Linked DNA regions of Mus musculus: regions 1, 2, 3 and 5 are each linked to region 4. The links are chromatin contacts, called in public promoter capture Hi-C maps. All regions are on one chromosome and are shown on one strand. The core of a region is the stretch at or near the end of the contact, and the rest is flanking DNA. Distances in the headings are between cores, read along the strand shown.

The links. Promoter capture Hi-C pulls out the DNA fragments that hold promoters and counts their contacts.
Region 1: a contact with region 4 is called in a promoter capture Hi-C map of stem cell-derived epiblast-like cells, with 7 times the contacts expected there. The contact joins the promoter of Pkmyt1 here to the promoter of Zfp229 in region 4. A contact is called at or near these places in 8 of 39 promoter capture datasets (the 3T3-L1 cell line, cranial neural crest, embryonic stem cells and 5 more).
Region 2: a promoter capture Hi-C map of liver shows a contact between it and region 4, with 15 times the contacts expected there. The contact joins the promoter of Zfp945 here to the promoter of Zfp229 in region 4. A contact is called at or near these places in 11 of 39 promoter capture datasets (the 3T3-L1 cell line, the C10 cell line, the HPC-7 cell line and 6 more).
Region 3: a contact with region 4 is called in a promoter capture Hi-C map of the HPC-7 cell line. The contact joins the promoter of 6330415G19Rik here to the promoter of Zfp229 in region 4. A contact is called at or near these places in 12 of 39 promoter capture datasets (the 3T3-L1 cell line, the C10 cell line, the HPC-7 cell line and 8 more), 3 of 115 datasets of contacts at active chromatin or transcription factors (astrocytes, large pre-B cells and stem cell-derived neural progenitor cells) and 3 of 9 other capture datasets (adipose tissue, liver and pancreatic islet).
Region 5: a contact with region 4 is called in a promoter capture Hi-C map of pre-B cells, with 8 times the contacts expected there. The contact joins the promoter of Zscan10 here to the promoter of Zfp229 in region 4. A contact is called at or near these places in 12 of 39 promoter capture datasets (the 3T3-L1 cell line, the C10 cell line, the HPC-7 cell line and 9 more), 1 of 115 datasets of contacts at active chromatin or transcription factors (stem cell-derived neural progenitor cells) and 1 of 9 other capture datasets (liver).

What each region holds. Positions count from the first base shown.
Region 1 is chr17:23,725,076-23,727,775 of GRCm38.p6, reverse strand. Pkmyt1 (protein kinase, membrane associated tyrosine/threonine 1) reads right to left here and starts at 1,440. Exons shown (of 8, transcript NM_023058.3): 1 at 1,135-1,440. It overlaps 1520401A03Rik (elastin), which reads left to right and starts at 1,325. Exons shown (of 41, transcript XM_017317755.2): 1 at 1,325-1,637.
Region 2 is chr17:22,865,711-22,868,410 of GRCm38.p6, reverse strand. Zfp945 (zinc finger protein 945) reads left to right here and starts at 1,277. Exons shown (of 5, transcript NM_001110254.1): 1 at 1,277-1,430.
Region 3 is chr17:23,549,487-23,552,261 of GRCm38.p6, reverse strand. It overlaps 6330415G19Rik (RIKEN cDNA 6330415G19 gene), which reads right to left and starts at 1,463. Exons shown (of 2, transcript NR_126484.1): 1 at 1,362-1,463. n-TRccg2 (a tRNA gene) reads left to right here and starts at 1,927; the gene lies at 1,927-1,999. It also overlaps the pseudogene Casp16.
Region 4 is chr17:21,732,286-21,734,985 of GRCm38.p6, reverse strand. It overlaps Zfp229 (zinc finger protein 229), which reads right to left and starts at 1,262. Exons shown (of 6, transcript NM_001164676.1): 1 at 1,028-1,262.
Region 5 is chr17:23,599,415-23,602,125 of GRCm38.p6, reverse strand. Zscan10 (zinc finger and SCAN domain containing 10) reads right to left here and starts at 1,300. Exons shown (of 7, transcript NM_001289481.1): 1 at 1,167-1,300. It also overlaps a transcript of Zfp13 not described here.

The sequences.
Region 1 (2,700 bases), core at 191-2,690, 2.0 Mb before region 4:
TCTAGTAGTAGCTAGATCAAATTACTACTTAGGTTAAGTACTTAAGAGGCTTGCTGGAAGGCCCTCTTGTTATGGATCTATTTACTTCAAGAATCCCATCCCAGAGGTGGCCTTTAGCTTAGTGATAGAGTACATGCCTGGCACCATCAGCGTCCTGCATTTGATGCCCACCCTAAGAAAAAAAAAAACAAATCCCATCCCAGGTCTTCTGTAAGGATCCACGATCATGCTTGTTAATTAAACCTACAGTCTTGAAGGGGACGTGGGTGGGGGAGGTAAGAGTACTTGCTGCCCTTCCAAAGGACCAGGTTTGATTCCCTGACACACAAGCGTCTGTAACTCCAATTCCAAAGGGATCTGACACCCTTTTCTGACCTATGTGGGCACTAGGCACAAACAGACAAAAATACACATGCATTAAAAAGAGTAAAAACTTTTTTTTTTTAAAGGAAGAAGGAATACAGTCTCCATGCCTAGCACCTGGGAGTCCATCACCTTCTGTTTCAGCCAGAGAGACCATTCCCTCTCAATGCCATTTTCATTTCAACATCACTGGTCATTTACATTCTAATACCTCTGGCCTGGTCAAACAGCTTTTATGGGGTGAGAAGGGTTGGTAGTGGAGTCCCGGCTGAGTACAGAGTGTCCCTGAGCCACTGGGTTTCCAGGGACCTCACCCTCTTACTGAGCTGTACCCATCTGTTGACCACCATCTAGCGTTAGACTGTGAGTTTCTCCCGTGCAGGGCCACTGCTGAATCCGTTCGGTAGGCGAGGGGGAACTCTGACAAACCATTGCGTAAACAGGCTGTCACCCGGGGGTGGAGGGGCTCTTCCCAGAGAGCCGCGGGAGAAAGAGAGGCAGTGCTGGAAAAGGAGCGCCCAATGGGAAGGGACAGGGGACCCGCGGGAGTAGGCGGGGCGTGGGCGACAGCGCTGACCTGGAGTCATCCGAGGGCTAGTCCGGCCCGTGACAGACACGGAGGGGTGGGGCTGCTGCAGGGGGGTGGGGGGGTGACCGGATACTGAGAAGAGGCCGGAGGGCAGTCGCGGGGCGCAGCGCGGCAGGAGCGCGGGCCAGGGCGCCGGCGGAAGAGCGGCGCAACCGGGAGATCTCACCCGGGTGTGGGCTCACCTGGGGAGGCTGGGCGTGGCGCAGCGTGGCGCAGCGTGGCGCAGCAGCGAGGTCCCAGGTTCCGGGTCGGCGGGGGCCGCTGGGGACCTCACAGAGGCCAGGCAGGCCGGGGTCGGGCAGCGGGGCCTCTGGACACCGGGACGAAGCACCCTCCAAGAAGGGGAACCGCCCGTGAACGCGCGCGGAGCCAGCTCGCGCCAAAAATTCCAAACCGGCCTCGAGGCCCCGCCCAGGCTCGCCCGTGGTCCCGCCCCCGCCTGGTGCAGCGGGTCTAGCGCCCGGGGCATTGGCCCCGCCTCGCGTCTTGCGTGCGCACCGAGGTCTCCCCGCCTCCGAAGTTTGCCGGAGCGCTCTCACTGCGCAGACGCAACTCTTCGAGGCCTATTGCGGCGGGAACGATCCTTGGCCCCTCTCTGTCGGTATTTGTCGGCCTTCACACTATGGTCCCCACACCAGCTGCTCTCTATTGGCTGCCTTAATATTCGTGTCCATAAAAGGGGCAGGTAAGGGCCCTGCAGCCAAGTGGCATCTCCTCAAGGAGTTGCCACTGGGGACAGCACAAGCGAATGTCCCACTACTTATAATCTTATGCATATTCAGACACCGGTCTTCATCATCCCAGGATAGCGATTGGTAGCGCCTGTTCTAAGACGGTGGAGTCTCCTTGTAAATAGGCTGTCTGAGGCCGATTCTTACATCCTTTAGCTCAGAACCTTGTGCTCAACTGACTCCTCTCAGTCACTTCCTGGCCTCACAACCTCTGGTACATGATGGGTTGTCACTTTTCTTCTAAACGTGGAGCCGAGGAACCTAGGACAATTTCTTTAAAGAAGGTCTGCACAGAACAAAGTGGGGTGGAGCTTGCTTCATGGAGAAAGGGACCTTTATTGATTTCAACTAGAAGTGAAAAATCATGCTTTATAGCCAATCTCTCTAAAATGCTCCTGCAATCTCTTGGAACAACAGTGGGAAGGAAGGCCAGGCCCTACTTAAGCCTGAGATCAAGAGCTGGGGTACCGCCCACCTCCAAGCCCTTCCCTTTGCTTTAGTGACTTTGAGAGCCAGAACAGTTGTGACTTGGTCTAGTCCTTGTTGAGAACCCTAGACAGGTCCCTCTCCAACTATTTAGAGCTATTTTCTGCCAGCTCCGTTTTCTGGACAGGCCTCCCCTTCTTCCAACCATTTATTCCTCAAAGTCTAATTCATAATGATTAAAACACACTAACACACACACAGTAACAAAAAACAAAACAAAACAAAACAAACAAACAAACAAAAAACTGCACTGGTACATGTCTATACCCCAAGCACAGAGGCGGCTGAGGCAGAAAGGTCACATGAGCCTAGGAATTGGAGGCCAGTGGGTACTATAACAATATTCCTGGGGCTGGAGAGATGGCTCAGTGGTTAAGAGCACTGACTGTTCTTCCAGAGGTCCTGAATTCAATTCCCAGAAACCACATGGTGGCTCACAGCCATCTGTAATGCCTTCTTCTGGTGTGCCTGAAGACAACTACAGTGTACTCACATACATAAAATAAATAAAATCTTAAAAAAAGAAAGAAA
Region 2 (2,700 bases), core at 28-2,527, 1.1 Mb before region 4:
AGAAAATAAGCAATGTATATGGGCACAATCATAAACAAGTCAGTTACATCATGCCATCTATAGCTCTGGGAATATTAAGGAAGAGGAAGGAGAAAGAAGTAAGGAGAAAAGATGAGATGGCCATAACATGTCATTCTCCAGATTCCATACAACTATTGTAGTCAGTGACTCAGAGCACCTGTATTTACCTGCACTGACCTCACTCAAGACTAACCCTAGCTACAATCAGTCTCCAAAGAGGAGAGGGTCACAGGACCCCACCCTGACTGTGGCAATAAGTCAGTTTTAGGAGAAGGGGAAATCACTGTGCTTAGTTGTGTCTCATCTGCTGAGACCAGCAGGTTCCAAAACATAGTTCCAAAACCAGTGTCTCACAGATGATCCTGATTAATCATGATGGGTCACAAAACAAAATGAATCGAAATGAATATGAGAAAGAGAGAGAGAGAGAGAGTGAGAGAGAGAGAGAGAGAGAAGGAGATTAGTTGGAAGTATGGGCCAGAATTGTAGGGAGTGGGGAATTACAGTGTGCACTACTTATTAAATTCAGTTTGCATATTCTATATTGTCACTACTTCCTTCAGGCATTTGCTATTGTTTTGTTGCCCACAACCATTTTGTTCCTATTTTGAGTTTATTAACATACTTTACAAACTTTGACCTTCTTGAACATGACTCTGGTTTTCAGTTCTGTATATTGGATATTTAAGCTCCTTTCCTTAGGGGATACAGATATGATTAGTGTTTAGAGGCAACAACGTTCAATTTTTGTTTTATTTTGTTTTGGGAAAAGGATCTGAGTGAGCATCAGAATTTACTCCTCTGTGTGTGTGTGTGTGTGTGTGTGTGTGTGTGTGCTGGTATTCCAAGGAGGGGAAGTTAGAATAACATATCTGATGGGATCAGAACCCATGTTGGAGGTCAGATACTGGGTGCATCATCCTATTTGATCCAATTCTGGTCAAGCCTGGCAACAAGTATAGGGGATGATGAGAGCAAAGAGCAAGTCCAGGTCTGGCAGCTGGAGCTGTGTGGCAGGCTGCCCAAAACTGAGTGGGAGGAGCTGTTCCTGATGGGTGGACACCCCTGTCTGAGCAGATGATTTAGGGGGGTGGGGGTGGGGCAAAACAAAACCAGCTGGGAAGTAAAGTAAATTAAAGTAAAACAGGCCTATAGTAAGCGGGTTTAAAGGAATCGCATAACCGGAAGTGGGCTATGTTGGGCGGGTACAGGAGGAGCTTCTCTAAGAAAACAAGCGTGAGTGACAGGAAATTCCACCTTTCCCTGAAGAACTCAGGGAGCCGCACGGTCTGGAAGTGGGGTTGGAAGAACCCGGCCGTGTATTAGGGTACCCGAAAACTTCCTTAAGACTCAGGTGCCTCTGGGAGCATTTTGGAAGCGTCAGCAGCCCGGCAGCGGGAACCTCCCAGGTCAGAGGGGCTGGGGGGCTGGGAAAAGGGTGGGAGCGGAGAAGCAGGGGTGTGTTTTCCTCCGCGGCTCTTAAGGACGCCGCTTTCATAATTCTGCCATGGTTATCTTAGCGTTGTCGGGAAGTTTGAGATCCTATGAACTGGGGGTTTATCGTGATGTTTTCGTTTATCTTATGGTTGCCAGAATATTTTCCGAAAATAATCTCGTAGAGCATTTGCAGAATCTGCAGTTCGCACGCAGAGCTCTCTTTGCTCCAGCAGTTACAAAGCTCCTCGAATTCAAATTCACTCATGCTTTCTTAACACCCCTGTTCCACCATTTCCTATTCAAGAGAGTGGCCATTGGCCCGGAGAATGGGCATCCTCGGAGAGTTTTGCAGATATTAGTCATCTGAAGAACCAGTTGAGATTTGATTGAGTCAGAAAATATACATGACTAAGCACCATAGTTAGAGCTGTGAACTTTAAATATTACTGGGCAAAGCTTTACTCCCCGTTTTGCTTTGGTTTTGGTTTTGGTTTCCATCTTAGATGTGCACACTCTGTGATGTAAATACTGCAGTCAGAAATGTGTCTTTATATGTTGAGTTACAACTGAAAACTGAGGACGTGACTGCTCTAAGGTATGGTTGAGGAGAAAATTTATTGTAAGTTATGTTAATCCTGAGATTTGCCTGAGACAAATCAGTACCACCATTTGGGCAAGTATTATTAAATATTAAATACTGACCAAGCTATGGACTTTGGCCTCATGCTACAGGAGTTTATAAAGACAAACCTGCATACATTCCCATGAGAGTTTGTTACTTTTCCAAGAACTACAACTCCCAGCATTTTAGGAAGTTATTTGGTTCTTGGGTAGGTAGTGCTTACATGTTAATTTTGGGCTTCACAGTATGAGAGAACAGAGGTATCTGGAAGGGTCCAAACTTAACCTGGCCGTGACTTGGGGGGTTGAAAGGGGGAGTTAGGGAATAGGAGGCTCCCAAGAGAGGAAACAGGTGCCAAGGAAACAGTTATCCAAAGATGTCCACTATGATATATTAATAGGCACCTCAGTTAGCCATTTTTCCTAAGCTCCTTTGATATCTAACAAGGCCAGACCAGCATGCATGCTGTGGAAGGGCAATGTCAAGCCACCTTATTGTTATAGATAGAAAACTCACTCTAAATTAAATAAAATTAGAAAGCCCTTTTTGAATAATTATGATTGCTCACTTACATCAGAAACGTGTCTCCTTAGTTCAAGAAAAGCACATGTGGCCAAACT
Region 3 (2,775 bases), core at 214-2,713, 1.8 Mb before region 4:
CTGATGCAAGAAGTCCCTGACCCTGTGCTGGTCTGAAGCCAGTTACCCAGAATGCTCTCTGCTTCCCCTCCTCACTTCTTCCACCCACAATAGGCCACTGAAGGTTGGGATGTCAGCCCAAGGTTGACTCTGACCCCATCCCCTCACCTAGGCTGTGTGGCTTATCGGGATGAAAAGGGCTCGGACTTTGTCCAGACACTGGTGGAGGTCATCAGAGCCAACCCTGGAAGAGATCTCCTTGAGCTGCTGACTGAGGTGTGAGGAACGGGGTTAGGAGGGGAGAAAGAGGGGCTGGATCTGTGGGAGTGTTCTCATTACCTTCCACTTAACCCAGGGAAAGGAGAAGCAAGGAGAAGGCTCTCTCTCTCTCTCTCTCTCTCTCTCTCCCTCCCTCCCTCCCTCCCTCCCTCCCTCCCTCCCTCCCTCCCTCCCTCCCTCCCTCTTGCCCTCACATCAAGAGATGCTCAAATACAGGGCACATTGGTCAGACAAACTCAGCAGCAGCTATTACATACACTAAATAAAGTTCAGGAGAGGAGGACACCAGAAGCCATTGGGAGGAGGGGACTGAGGTGGGGGGTATACTGGGAAGTAGAAGGAGCCAGCAGGGGGTGCAGGAAGGGAGGTGCCACTGGGTTGTTACAGAATAGGGTCAGTTCATTTGTACAGTTTTGCAGGCTAATAGGGAGGTCCTCTTCTTGTGTTGAGGTCAGGGTGGGCAATGCTGGTCTGGCTGATTATATGATTATATATATGGGGTGGGGAGCCTTTCCCTTTGGGTGGGGGACTTTTTGGTTGAGAGCAAGGAGCTCATGTAAAACTGCTGGGTTAGTATTAGGCTCAAAGATGATTAGGTAGCACTTGAAATTTTAGGCTTACAGAACAACAGACACAAGAGTCGGTCATTGAGGAGCATGCCTGTAGCTGGGAGGTAGTGGCAGGACCAGAGACTGAGACCAGCCTAGGATTCATAGACTATTTCAGAAAGTATCGACCTCTCCGCAAAAACCCCTCCAGCAGACAATGACTGCAGTGGGTGTGATGGACTGAGCCCCTCAGGGCCTAGCTGAGTGTCAACAGGGTCAACAGGCGGGTGTGTGAGCTGGACGTCCTGGGGCCAGACAGTGATGAGCTGTGCAAAGCCTGCCTGGAGATCCGCAGCTTGCTCAGGCGCCGGCTCTGTTTATAGGACGAGCAACCTCACCACTTCCCCTACATCCCCTCTTCACACCCTGTCATCGATGCAGCAGTTTGGGCGTGGGAGCTCACATAGCGCCAATAAATATGTATGTGTTCATGATCGGCGTGCTCCGGAAAATGTATGCTCTTTCTGAAATACGTGAGATAATGGGGAAAGTTACCTGGTAGTAGATAGGGGATCGACTGTGCTCTCGGGAACCAGAGGTTGAATCGGGTCTGTGCTTCCTGTCTGGGACTACGGAACCTCACAAGGCTGACCTGGATATGCTGGGAGAGGCTTAGGGAGAAAGAAGTTCTGGGAAGGATCATCTCCGGAACTATAACTCTCGCCTCGCTGAGTCCCTGATGCGGGCGGTCTCAATCTCCACATGGCGCTGGGGCCATGGAGTTGCCAGAGAGGCGAGCCAGCACGGGTCTGGAGACTGGAAAAGACAATTGTGGATACTTCAGTGACGTGATAGGGCAAGTTCATGTGGGTTGTCCCTGGTCTTGAGTTGAGGGCCAGCCAATGGAGGAGATCTGAAAGACGAGCCTCTAGGATCCGGAAGGGCTTCTGCTGACTGACTGCTCAGGAGTCTGATTATATCGGTTCAAACTTGTGGAGGCTCCTTTGAGACTGTCACTAAATAGATTGGCTCAATAGGTAGGATTTTTCTTTGGTTTAAGCATGCGCAGTAGGCGCTTGAATAAGTCTTATGGAGAGAGCTAAGGCCTGAGTCAGTGTAGGGCCGCGTGGCCTAATGGATAAGGCGTCTGATTCCGGATCAGAAGATTGGGGGTTCGAGTCCCTTCGTGGTCGCTGCGTGCATTTGCTTTTTAAAAACCTACCTTAAAATTTCCCATTCTCAAATTTGCTTTTCAAACTCTTGTCTGGTACCCCGGAAGGAAGACCAGCATGTTTGTATTAAGTAGGTGAAGTTATTATCTCAAGACAGACTACGAGCAGCTCGAATTAGTGCCAAGGAAAGGAACCGAATAGATGCTAGATTGGATTGCTTACGTGGTGGGTGGGAGGTGTCCCAAGGGAACGTTAAAGACATTTGATTAAAATAAAAAACTCAGTAGGCTATCTGGGTGAATGCAATTGTCACTGAACTGAACACTTGAAAATAACTAAAGCAGTAAATTCGGTTTATATGTCCACAGCTTTAAAATCCATGAAACAGTAAGAAAATTAGATTTCTTACAATGTCCAGGCACACCTGTAATGCCGGTATTTAGGAGGCGGAGGCAGGGGAATTAAAAGCCACTGGGCTACATGAGATCCTGTCTCAACAACAACAGAGGCGTCTCCTTACAGGTCCAGTGTAAATATAAATTTTTAAATAGCAAGAATATGTCCCAGATTGAGTTGACATTTAACCTGGTGTGTGTGTGTGGGATATCTCTATTTAAGGGATTCGGTCTAAGTGGAACCGTTGTCATCCCTACAACTCCCAGGAGAACCACAGAATGGGAGGGCGGGGTACCAGCTCACGTGACAGAGCCTTGTGCAGAATAATTTTCTCTTTAATGTTACAGTGGCTTAATAAAGCTTGCAAATATGTTATATCAGACACACACATGAGATAAAGG
Region 4 (2,700 bases), core at 13-2,512:
GGAAAGTAAGCAGGACTTCCCTGAAGCATCAAGGCAGTTAGCTTGGAGGTTTTTCAAATGCAGGTTACAGCTGACAGATGTAAGCTTTGCGGGTAAGGTAGGTAAGGGCAAGACTTTTGTTTCCGCCACCTCTCCAGGTCATTCTGTTCCAAGTAGCAAGATGAAGTTGCAGAACACTACAGCAGTGCTTTAAGTAAATCATTCAATAAATCAGTAATTCAGTATCAAATAAATGGTCTTTTCTACCTTATCCCACTTTAATTCTAACATGAAGTCTCTATGCAAAAAGCCCCGTGAAGAGAGTGTAGGCATTCCCTCTTTTCCTGGGACAAGTCCACAGCCACATCACTGGAGATCAACAAATCCTGAAATAAAAAGCAACACTTTGGCCACCTGCCCTTGAGTAAAGTGCAGGTTATGAACCAAGGGCACATTGAATTGGAGACTGTTTTCTGAAGTAAGTAAGCAGCCACAGTTATGCAAAGGTCCTTTCTACTGTGGTGCTTTGTCACTGAACATACTGTAGGGTCTGATATCTTCACACTCAGCATGCATAAGGTGACTTTCTGGACTCTAAGATGTAACATTAAGACCCTCACCTGGAATACAAGATTTTGAGTACTGTATTTACATCATAGAATGTGTGCATCTCAGATGTCAAGTTAGTGATAAAATTCTACAGAGTAAATATTAATGATTACAACTATAACTGTGGAGTTTGTGAAAATATATTTGTGATTCTTCTGTCGATCCTTATGTGACTAATATCTAACAAGTTTTTTAGGTTGACAATCCACCAGCTCTAAATGCTACTCTCTTGAAAAGCTTGGATAATTTAAAGTGTTTTGTTCTTTCCGAACTAACAAAGAGAATTGTGAGATTTTTAAGAGAATATGTTGAAAACCTTACAAGAAAAAAAAAAGTCAGGAATTGTCCAGTTCTTAGGAGCTCATGAGAGCAGAGTCCTAATGAGTAGCCCAGAAACCGATCACACCCTACTCCGCTCCAGCCCCGCAGCGCCTCTGACCTGGGAGGTTCCAGGGCCGCCGGGCTGCGGTTTCCGCCGCCGCGCTGCTGACTCTACCAGGATGCCCCGCGCGGCACCTGCGGCTCTCGGGAGTTTTCACGTCTCCGCAAGACCCTGGGCAGTGTCCTTGGCCCAGATTCTGCACTAGGTGTCCCCGGAAATTTCTGAGGGAAAGGCGAGTTTTGCTGAGGCCCTCTCCCGCTTTTGGGAATATGTTGCCTACTCTGGTCCCACCCACTATTAAGTGTCCTCTCACCGTACCCAATCCCGCCCACCTACTTCCTGTTCCGTTTACTTTCCCAAGGGTCCCAGCTATGTTGTTCTGAAAACTGCAAGTATCCAACGCCCACTGGGCGGCAGACACCTTAAGAAATGTCAATTGCCATGGGAAAGGGTGAAAAGGGGGCAGTGTTCTCTAAGGACGGCAAATTAGAGGCAGACTACAAAACAGTTCTAGAGACTGTTCAATGGCGTGAAAGCCCAAAGAAAGGGTTCAAATATCTGAACGAAACTTAAAAATGACAGAACAAAATGACTGGAGATCAAGAAATCACAAGCAAAGGGTGGAGAGAAAAATGAGGACTAAATAGATGAATCCAATAAGGCCAGGTGTTAAGGAAAACTTAATATGAAGTAACGGGGAAAAAGGAAATTCACTGGGCAGTAGTGTTGCAAGCCTGTAAAATCTCAGCACTCAGAAGGCAGAGCCAGGCCTGAGTTCAAGGCCAGCCTGGCCTACAGAGTGAGTTCCAGCACAGCCAGGGCTACATAACGAGATCCAGTCTTGAAAAAAAAAAAAAAAAGTAGAAGCTCTCAGTAAACATAGGCTATATTTCTTGGTAATCTGTTCCTGGCATTTTTGACTTCCTTAATTTTCCTGGTAAACGTTGTGCATGTCCCTTTGCGTGTGTCTATGTGTGTATGTGTTGTTGTTGTTTCTTCAGAGCAATATGTCTTCAGTGTTTATGTCACAGGTCGCGTGGAGTATCAACATCCTGAATCTTTGATGCTTTGATCTTGGGATTCTTTGTTTAAAGGCTTTCTGACAGCACATTGGCAGGCATCAATTTCTTTACAGACATTGAAAGGAATTCGACCCTCCCACCCTTTACTTGACATCAGGCACATACTGCTTTGGGTAAAGACACTGTTCTTCATGGGAAAACCTTGTCATTCCCATTACTGACTGGGACAACAAAACCCTTTTGCTCTTTAAGCAGAACATAAACAAATACTTCCGTGGCCAAGTGCCTCTCGTAGAAACTACAAAGTTAAGTTCTTCAGCCACTTAAGTGGCTAAATTTTATGAACACAGCATCAACACACATAAAATAGGACTCTAATTACAATGCTGCCTACTTGTGTTGGACTGATCAAATCTAAAATAGAACAAACATACAATTTGTGTTAAAAAAAATCAAGTAAAATATTTGGGGGTTATATCCCCCAGGGAAAAAGATTCCCAAGGAAGCCATCCCACTGAGTTACCAATTTCACAAAATAAGCCAAGTAATTATCCTTTGCTTCTCACATGCTGAAATAATAAAATATGAGTGCTTCAAATTAGAGGCAAGATATTTTTCCATTTAGCTTCAATGTTATACTAAAAATACTGTTTTACTTATTAAAAACAAATATGTACAGTTTTTAAACTTTAAAAACTATAGCCCATG
Region 5 (2,711 bases), core at 51-2,550, 1.9 Mb before region 4:
GCACATCGAGCCCTAATTTCTGGCTCACACACACAGGAAACAGCATTGCATTTCGCTGTCTGAAGAAGCATATGAAATATGATATGGAGGCGCTCCAGGCTCAGAGCGTGGCTGCTTTTCCGGAGCTCATGAGACTTCAAGTCCCAGAACTCACATGGCAACTCCCAACTGTTGGTGGGACCCAGTTCCCTCTTATAGTGCGCAGATGCACATTCATACAAACCCTCTGTATATAAAATAAATAAACCTTAAAAAAATAAAAACAATTAGAGAGTGAAGTCACTCTGGCCACTCTGCAGCAGATGCTCGTGAGTTCCAAGCGTTTAGCAGCCCAGTCAGTTGCCTGCTGCTCACTTCATCCCGCCCGGACTCACTTGCTAGATCAACCTATTAATCCTACAGGTTCAGAGAGTCCAAGGTGATTTACTCACAGCTTCACCCGGTGCTGCAATACTGCTTGCTAAAGTGGAAATGGGGTTCCGAACCCACTATTTGCGTCCTACCCCATGAAATTTTGCCAGTATTAGCTTGGAGTATGACAGCATAGATAAGAAAGAGAGAATTCTAGATTCTGGTCAAAGGCCCGCCTAACCACACAGCAGCTGGAATTTCTAGGTGAGGACTTGCCAGAGGTTTCCAAGAGATGGAATTCAGGCAAGTAGGCCTTAGAAAGCCTGTCCCTCCCCCAGGTCTCCAGGACAAAAGGCCTATTAATATGCACCTCTGTAGGGGGTTGGCTGGGTGTGGGGCGAGAAAGCTCTTTAGTGAAATCTGGCCGGTCTAAATTTGTATGTAGGTACTGCTATAAAATCCACCTACACACTAGGGAGCTAGAGTGGTCCTCTGCAAGAAATAACCCCCTTTCTCTGCTAGCAGTCTAACTTGCTCAACTCTGTTAACTTGTTTTTTTTTTTTTTTTTTTTTTTTTTTTTAAGGCAGAGATCCCCTTCTGGTGCTAGGAACGCATGGCATCGTCACTTCTGGGACCCTCCCTCATGTCTCCAAGGCCACAAATGCATCATGCTGTGTGGCCTTGGAGTCTCCAGCACGAGTTACCCGCTCATTATAACCAAGACTTTTCTAGCTCTCAGCCTACCAGTAGGTCCCCCGAAACACCCTTCACTCTCCACAGTGCTGTAAGCCTACACCCCAGCCCTCCAACTCACCACTCCAGGTACCGACGCCTGAGGCCGAGATGTTTGGGGATCCTTGGGAGAATTCAGGGTAAGAGGCAGCGTAGCCTAGTTTGGGAAAGGAATCCCGGGAAATGGAACAGGAAGTTCCCTGCCTGACCCATCCCTTTCAGGTAAGGGGATAAAGGGGCTTCCAGGAATTAACCCTTCACCTCCCAGTCTGGGTGGGGTAAGGAAGAGGGAGGAGCCAGAAACAAACCAAGGGAAAAGTGATGACTCCAGATTCTAACTTTGCCAAGCTTCTGTAAGAGTTAAGTTACTCTAAGCCAGAGCTTCTCCATCTACGCGGAGACAGACTGATGCCCTTTTGGGGCCAAGAGCTTCTGTTTTACGTGCTTGCTGTGTGTAGGCCTCTTTGCTTGGCTTTTCATTCATACAACAAATATTTATCTACATGTTTATTAAACAGCAGGCTCTAAGGACATGGAGCTAAACTGAGGAATGAGGCCCTGCCCCAGGTGGATTTGGGGTGTGGGGGTTGCATTCCAAGGAACAGATGAGACTGCAGTTGTAAGAAAATAAAATAGGTCAATTAGAGTGGAAAACACCTTTAATTCCAGCACTCAGGAGGCAGAGGCAGGTGGATCTCTTATTAGTTCAAGACCAGCCTGGTCTACATATTGAGTTACAGGTTATAGTTACGTGGTGAGACCTTGTCTCAAAGTAGAAAAGGAGGGGGACAGAAGGCAGGTGTGATGGTTTACACCTGCAGTGCTATCTTTTCCAGGTTCAGCTAAGGCTGGAAGAGTGCCCTGAATTCCAGATGGGCTTGGTGTAACAGAGTGAACTTGTCTCAAAAACTCAAAACCAAAGGGATACATCTCAGTTGGTAGAATGCTTTCCTGCCAAGCAGGAAGCACACATCATAAAATTGGGCATGATCGTGCACACTTGTAATCTCTGCATCTGGGAAATGGAGGCAGGCCTCTTTCAGCTAATATGAAGTCTGAAGTCACTGGGCTACATGAAATCCCGCCTCAAAACAAACAAACAAAAACCTGGGCCACTGACTTCCACAAGTAGTCCTCTGACTTCCACATGTGCCCCCACCCAACCTATAAATAAGTAAATAAATAAATGTAGTGAGAAAAAAATTAAAACATACACCGACAAGAAGATGTGATAAAGATGAGTGTTCCTCAGTCCATATAGCTTTTAAAAGTCTCCCCCACCAGAATCCTGCTAGTGGCTTTGTCCTACTAACAGCGCCCTCCGCCTCGCCCCGCCTCTCAGGAGAAGTTACCTCCACAAACCCTTTGGAGCCCACTTTAAAGTCAAACTCTCCCCTTTGCATTGATGGGCTTTCTTAGTTACATGCTCCCAAATACAGAGGAGGATTCCTTCCGGGAATCAGTGGTGCTATCTGGAGTGTCCACCCCGTTCTAGAGTGCACTACATCACTCGCGGGGTCAAGGAAACTCGGCGCTGGTCGCCCCCAAAGCCCTGATGTCTCAGACTGTCGTGACTAGGCCCAGCCTTGCTCTGGCTGCTCCTAAGTTTCCCTGCTAGGGTCAGCAT